2 separate regions of the Mus musculus genome follow, and region 1 is linked to region 2. The links are chromatin contacts, called in public HiChIP or PLAC-seq maps. All regions are on one chromosome and are shown on one strand. The core of a region is the stretch at or near the end of the contact, and the rest is flanking DNA. Distances in the headings are between cores, read along the strand shown. Region 1 holds the start of Mars1 (methionine-tRNA synthetase 1). Region 2 overlaps Kif5a (kinesin family member 5A).

Region 1 (3,514 bases), core at 847-3,346, 81 kb before region 2:
GCATGTCAGATCCACAACGGATACATTGGGGGTAGGAACATGGAAGGCCATGCCAGTGAGCTTCCCGTTCAGCTCTGGGATGACCTTGCCCACAGCCTTGGCAGCACCAGTGGATGCAGGGATGATGTTCTGGGCAGCCCCAAGGCCATCACACCACAGCTTTCCAGAGGGGCCATCCACAGTCTCTGAGTGGCAGCGATAGCATGGACCGAGGTCATGAGCCCTTCCATGATGCCAAAGTTGTCATGGATGATCTTGGCCAGGGTGGCTAAGCAGTTGGTGGTGCAGGATGCATTGCTGACAATCTTGCGTGAGTTGTCATATTTCTGGTGGGTCACACCCATCACAAACATGGGGCATCAGCAGAGGGGCAGAGATGATGACCCTTTGGCCCCACCCTTCAAGTGGGCCCCAGCCTTCTCCATGGTGGTGAAGACACCAGTAGACCCCACAACATACTCAGCACCGGCATCACCACATTTGATGTTAGTGGGATCTCTTCCCAGAAGATAGTGATGGGCTTCCCGTTGATGACAAGCTTCCCTTTCTCAGCCTTGACCATGCCATTGAACTTGCTATGAGTAGAGTCATACTGGAATATGTAGACCATGTAGTTGAGGTCCATAAATGGGTTGTTGATGGCAATCTCCACTTTGCCAACTGCAGAGCAGAAGGCAGCCCTGGTAACCAGGCACCCATTACGGCCAAATCCATTCACACCGACCTTCACCATCCTGTCTACAGGACGAGGCTGGCACTGTATGAGAAGAGCCTCATACTTTTTTTTTTTAAAGATAAGATATCCCTTTGCATGTGTTTATTTGGCTTTGTTGCGAAATCTCTCACTTCCCCCTCAATTTGACCTTTTGTAGCATAACTCTCATCTCCCTTTGCTGTGATTGTCTAGCTATATGTAAATGGAAGACTAGTGCATTTTCACTTTTATGTCAGGGCTTGCTTGGTTTATTTTTGTTTTTTTTTAATGTGTATCAAGGTCTTGCCTGCAAGTTGAGTGTACTATTTTTGGGCAGGTCTATGGAGGCCAGAAGAGGCACTAGTGTTACAGAAGGTTGTGATCTGCCTGTCATGTGTGTGCTTGGATGAGCATCAAGTGCTCCCGAACCAGAGTTATCTCTAAACCCCTTATTTTTAATTAAGAACAAAATAAAACAAAACAAAAACCACACACTTTTTTTTTTTGAGACTAGGTTTATAAAGACCAGGATAGCTTTGAACTCAAAGAGATCCAACTGCCTTCGCCTTCTGAGTCCTGGAATTAAGGGAGTGTCCCACCACACCCAACTCCTTTTTCTTTTATTTGTAAGGGGTTTCGAGTGCAGGGAGGTCTCTGCACCACATGCATGCAGTAATCATGAAGACCAGAAGAGGGCGCATGATTCCCCTAGGACTCAAGTTACAGACAACTGTCAACCATGCAAATGGGTCAAAGGAGAGTCCAGGAAAAGGACAGCCTGGCCTGTGTTCTCCGCTGAGCCATCTTTCCAGGCTTCCTCACTGATTTACTGACAGATCCCTAGTAGCTTAGGCTGGCTTGCAATAGAGGATAACGTCGAATTTATGATAATTTTATCACCACCTCTTCAACGCTGGGATTACAGGAGTGGACACACCACCACACAGTGTTGTGTACCGGGGGTGAACCCAGCGGTTTGCACATGCTAAGCAAACGCTTACTAACTAAACTACATTCCCAATTCCTAAGTAATAAAGGTTCGCGAGCCACATCCTTTGTGGCTGATGGACAGCCACATTAATTTCCACGTTGACACTAAAGTTTGCTCACAGTTCCCCAACTGATTTTTAATCTTGTAGCTAAATGCATCGCCACGCTCTCGGACTACCCGCACACAAACCAATTAAAAACTCCGATCCTTAACAACTTGAATCGGCGCGTGCGATACCACTTCAACGACCAGTAAGGAATCAGAAAATGCCACCCATCGCGTCGTCTCCATCGGATCGCTTTACAGCGGCCGACTTCAACAGTTCAAAGGACCCTCTCGGAGCCGGCCGACCCAGAGTGCCACGCTAGCCCGCACCGTCAACTTCCGGGTCTCGTTGGTAACCATTTCCTGTTTCGTAATGGTGCGTGATGGGATGAGTAGTCGGCTTTCCTGGAGCCTACCGCGAGCGTCCGGCCGACACAGAACTCCATTTCCCGACGTGCCTTGCAGCTTAACCCAGGAGCGGGAGGCCGGTTCCGATTGCATCAGCGTGGGCTCCGAGGCACGATGAGACTGTTCGTGAGCGAGGGTTCCCCGGGGAGCCTGCCCGTGCTGGCTGCGGCCGCGAGGGCCCGGGGTCGGGCGGAGCTGCTCATCAGCACCGTAGGCCCCGAAGGTACTGGAGTGGCTGCCGGTGGGCGGCGGGTGAGGGGTGTTCATCTCACAGTTGTTTGCCAGGCTCCAGTGCCCGTTCCCCAATCGACTCAACGTTAACTTTAGTCACGCCAACCTTTGTTTCCGTAACCCTTCTGAAGTTAGTTCCCTTAGTTACCCTCACTGTACTCTTCAAACCTCGTTTTAAGTCTCCCCTCTGGTTAGTTTTCCAGGACCCACCTATCATGGCAACTCCCTCTCAGCCCGGTCACTCTCGCGATCACCTCCAACCTCCCGTGTCGTTTTGGGGAAGCCCCTTTCTCCTTCCAGGACCTCAGTACAGACATGTGCACACTCAGTCCTTGAAGTTTATTGCGTATTCCCAGACAACTTTTTTGGGTGACTTTCTAAGAGTTGTCTGGTCAGATCCTCCCTGACAGCTTGACTGCAGCACTATTCTATACCTCTCTGTAGACTCTACCTCTTGTTTGCAGTTGGCAGTCTCAACTGAACACTAGCTGGCCCCTCTAGCATATTCCACCACCACCCCTCCCCGGTTAGTGTTCTTACCTTCGAAACTGTAGATTGAAAACCCAGGCCTCCAGCACACAATGTGACGTCAAATCATTTCTTTTAAGATTTACTTATTTATTTAATGTATATATGAGTACACCGTAGCTGTACTGATGGTTGTGAGCCATCATGTGGTTGCTGGGAATTTGAATTCAGGACTTCTGCTGGCTCCTGTCAACCCCGCTTGCTCTGGTCAACCCCGCTTGCTCAGGCTGCGCCCCGCCTTATATCTAAGTACACTGCAGCTATCTTCAGATTTACTGGAGGAGGGTGTCAGATCTCATTACGGGTGGTTGTGAGCCACCATGTGGTTGCTGGAAATTGAACTCAGGACCTTCGGAAGGGCAGTCAGTGCTCTTTAACAGCCGAGCCATCTCTCCAGCCTCCTCATTTATTTTCTTACCCCTGATTTTCACCCATTTTCCTCTGTCTCAGAGTGTGTGGTACCATTCCTTACCCGGCCTAAGGTCCCTGTCTTGCAGCTGGATAGTGGCAACTACCTCTTCTCTGCTAGTGCAATCTGCCGGTCAGTATTGGTTCTTGGTGTGGGGAGGTGCCCAAATCAGGGTGAATCACTAATCTTTCTGTGACCTTATTTGCAA
Region 2 (3,432 bases), core at 230-2,729:
CTAAAGCTGCATAGAAGATTCTAGCTCTGTCCCTTTCCCATCATGCTCTCTGCTGTGCTGACCTGCCTGCCTTCTTCCCTCCCTCCCAGCTCCCAAGGCCTTGCACCTGAGTAGTTTCAAGTGTCCATCAATGTATAGACACTGCAAAATGATCCAATGGCCTTTTCACTGCGGAGTGGTTACCATCACACTCTGGCATAATTTTAACAGGGTAGGGGAAGACAGCCCAGGGGGTCCCTGGGGAAAGGCAGTGAGCACAAACGTTTGTGCAATCTCAGGACTTCCTTTCCTTCCTGCGAGGCTCTGTGTGTGTGGCTGCATGGGTCCCAGAGCCTGGCTTCTACAGAGCCTAGCTTCTACTTTGCCAGGCTCTCACCTGCCGCGCCCTTCTCAGCCTGTGTCCACCCTCTGTCATGTGCTCCTGCTGTCCTGCCTTGGCACGCTCACTCAGCCATCTCATCCCCATGGGGCCCTGGAGCTGTGGGTCGGGCATGGGCTGTGGCGTACAGTGGACGGACGGGAGTGTCCAGATGGATGGCGCGTGGACAGGGCCATAGCAGAGCTGCAGGTTTTGCCACTTAGAAGACAGGGAGATGCCGGGCATTGTGGCACACACCTTTAATCCCAGCGCTCGGGACAGCCAGGGATACACAGAGAAATCCTGTCTCGAAAAACCAAAAAAAAAAAAAAAAAAAAAAAAAAGGAAAAAAGAAAACAGGGAGATGGAAGAACCGGCTAGAGCCACACACTGCTAGAGCAAGGAGGTCCCTTGACAGGGCCTTGATTGTCCTTTATTCTCTCTTCTCCCAACCCCCACGCTCCTCTGGGTGACTATTTTGGGTCACCGGCTTTTCTTCTGGGCTCTCCCGTGCGGCTCACTCCGCAGCTGGTACGTGACAATGCAGATCTGCGTTGTGAGCTTCCTAAATTGGAAAAACGACTTCGGGCTACGGCTGAGAGAGTTAAGGCCCTGGAGGGTGCACTGAAGGAGGCCAAGGAGGGCGCTATGAAGGACAAGCGTAGATACCAGCAGGAGGTGGACCGCATCAAAGAAGCCGTGCGGTACAAGAGCTCCGGCAAGCGGGGCCATTCTGCCCAGATCGGTGAGTGGATGTCAGCTGGTGAGACCGCATCGCCACCTGAGGCAAACGCAGCCAGTCCCTAAGTGCCAGACCACTCAACGCTTGCTTTTAGTCCCCAGCCTTTCCACCAGAGGATGACGCTGTCAGTTTGTGGTTTGCTGGGGTTGACCTTGGGGCCAGGTAGACTCGGGTAACCGATGATAGCTTTCTCACGGTTGTTTCTTCTGTTCTGTAGCTAAGCCTGTGAGGCCTGGCCACTATCCTGCCTCCTCACCCACCAACCCCTACGGCACCCGGAGCCCCGAGTGTATCAGCTACACCAACAACCTCTTCCAGAACTACCAGAACCTGCACCTGCAGGCTGCGCCTAGCTCCACTTCAGATATGTAGTGAGTGACGTGGGTGTGGCCGCAGTTCCAGCCCAAGGCCATCTGGGCCCTCTGAAGGCATTAGGGTGGTGTCAGCTCTTGGTTCCTTTAAAAATGCATTTCCTGAGTCCCGTGGTTTCTAACCCTTTTCGCGGTCTTCTGGGTCGTGGTTAGGAGGTGGGTGCTTTCTCCTTGTCGCCATGATTGGTGGCCTCTGTTGCAGGCATAGAAAGGGTGAGTGACCGGGAGGAAGGTGGGCATAGTGGCTCTCAGAATGGTGGGCTGCATCTGTATTCTGCTCCTTCCAGCTTTGCCAGCAGCGGAGCCACATCTGTTGCCCCCTTGGCTTCCTACCAGAAGGCCAACATGGACAATGGTAAGTGATGAAGACGCAGGATTCCCAGGGAAGATGAGAGGTGTTTACAACAGACACGAACAGAACCTTCCTCTCACTGGAGGGTCAAACAAAACGATACTGTCAGGGAGAGCTCGTGGAACAGCCTGTGCCTAGTGTGGTTTCTGCCCTGCATCCCATTCCTGGTACAGCTGGGGAGGGAGGGGTTGTACCGGGGTTGGGTACGATTCATGTGGACCAGCTTTCTCCTAAGGGCTTGCTTAGGTCTCCAGCCAAACCCACTATTTTCTGGAGTGGTGAGGGTAGAGTGCCTCAGTTTACCAGTTCAGAGGCATGGGCTTCAGGATGGGAGGGGTTGTGAAGACTGTTCCTCACGCCAGCTTTTTTCTAACCCTGTGTTCTCATCCCTTCAGGAAATGCCACAGATATCAACGACAACAGGTACTCAGACTTGGGGTCTCTGGGCGGGACCCAAAAAAATCGAATAACACTTCTCTAAGAGGACTTCCCTGGAGCTCTGGGGAGGAGGGAAGAAATGAGGCAGGAGATCCAGGCACTCCCATGGGTACTTTCTCCGTACCTCAGGGAACGTTCCGACCTTGGGCAAGGCCTGAGGTTCCTTAGGAAGCCTGCATCCTTCCTGCCCTCACCCGCCCTTCAGTATCTCAGGCACGCTGTCAGAGTGCTGGCCGCAGTGGGGGCAGAGCTGTTGACAGGCTGTTTCTTCCTCCAGGAGTGACCTGCCGTGTGGCTATGAGGCTGAGGACCAGGCCAAGCTTTTCCCTCTCCACCAAGAGACAGCAGCCAGCTAACTCCCAACCCTGGCCACATATCTGCACTTTCAGGTAGCTGCAGGCCACTTCCCTCCCTAGCCCCAGCCTCCTCCTGTCTGGCCATGGCTGCTTCTCCTGTTCATGTGTATGTGTATATGTTTGTATGTGTCTGTATGTGTGTGTTGTGTGTGCATGAGTGTACCCACATCAGGAGGCCAAGGTTAGTAGGTGTGGGTGTCTTCATTTGTGTGTGTGTGTGTGTGCGCGCTCACATCCACAGGCCAGCCTTGGTGTGGGTGTCTTCCTCTCTCACTTTCCATCTTACTTTTTGAGGTCTCTCACAGAACCTGGAGCTTGCTGTTTTGGGGTAGACTGGCTGGTCAGTCACCTCCCCACCCTCCCTCTGTCCCACCCCACCCCCCATATCTGCCCATTTCTGTCCCCTGGGGTACTGGGGATCCAAACATAGTCCTCATGTCTGTTCAGTAAGCACTTAGTGACTGAGCCAAAATCTTCCAACTCCTGCTTGGCCCTGTATGGCTGCACGAGGCAGAGGCAGGGAGATCATGAGTTCAAAGGAGTCCTGGATTCATGAGACCCTGTATCAAAACCAAACAGAAACATTTGCTAAAAAGCCCAAATCTCATTCATAGCCAACCCTGACCTCCCATGGCCCCAAGCCTTCCCTTAGGTGCTGGTGGTAATCACAGTACTCATTTCTACCACTAGGGGTCACTGTCATACATTAAAATTTTTGTTAAAGGCAAGGGCTGCTGTCCATCGGTCTACTACCTTGTGCCTTTACCCTAAAATAGCCTTAAAATAGCCTTAGATACACAGAGATGTCTAAGCCA

What was found. HiChIP or PLAC-seq counts read pairs in DNA pulled down with a chosen protein or histone mark.
Region 1: a contact with region 2 is called in an H3K4me3 HiChIP or PLAC-seq map of the SCID.adh cell line, with 22 read pairs. The contact joins the promoter of Mars1 here to the enhancer-like site in region 2. A contact is called at or near these places in 19 of 39 promoter capture datasets (the 3T3-L1 cell line, the C10 cell line, the HPC-7 cell line and 11 more), 3 of 15 datasets of contacts at CTCF or cohesin (CD8 T cells and embryonic stem cells), 6 of 484 Hi-C or Micro-C datasets (embryonic stem cells, liver, morula and 1 more), 14 of 115 datasets of contacts at active chromatin or transcription factors (the 230-238 cell line, CD8 T cells, the HPC-7 cell line and 5 more) and 4 of 9 other capture datasets (adipose tissue, embryonic stem cells, liver and 1 more).

What each region holds. Positions count from the first base shown.
Region 1 is chr10:127,310,368-127,313,881 of GRCm38.p6, reverse strand. It overlaps Mars1 (methionine-tRNA synthetase 1), which reads left to right and starts at 2,096. Exons shown (of 21, transcript NM_001003913.2): 1 at 2,096-2,361; 2 at 3,348-3,438. The coding sequence starts at 2,253. It also overlaps the pseudogene Gm6283.
Region 2 is chr10:127,228,963-127,232,394 of GRCm38.p6, reverse strand. Kif5a (kinesin family member 5A) reads left to right here. Exons shown (of 29, transcript NM_001039000.4): 24 at 887-1,103; 25 at 1,318-1,471; 26 at 1,759-1,826; 27 at 2,219-2,246; 28 at 2,539-2,650. The coding sequence ends at 2,617. Among named protein-coding and RNA genes, the nearest start is that of Pip4k2c, 19 kb to the right of the region's middle. Within about 2 kb of position 1,479, at least 41 of the 459 cell types and tissues checked have an H3K27ac peak or open chromatin away from gene starts, as enhancers often do. A contact at or near this core is called in CD8 T cells, the SCID.adh cell line, morula and 1 more, where this site is marked.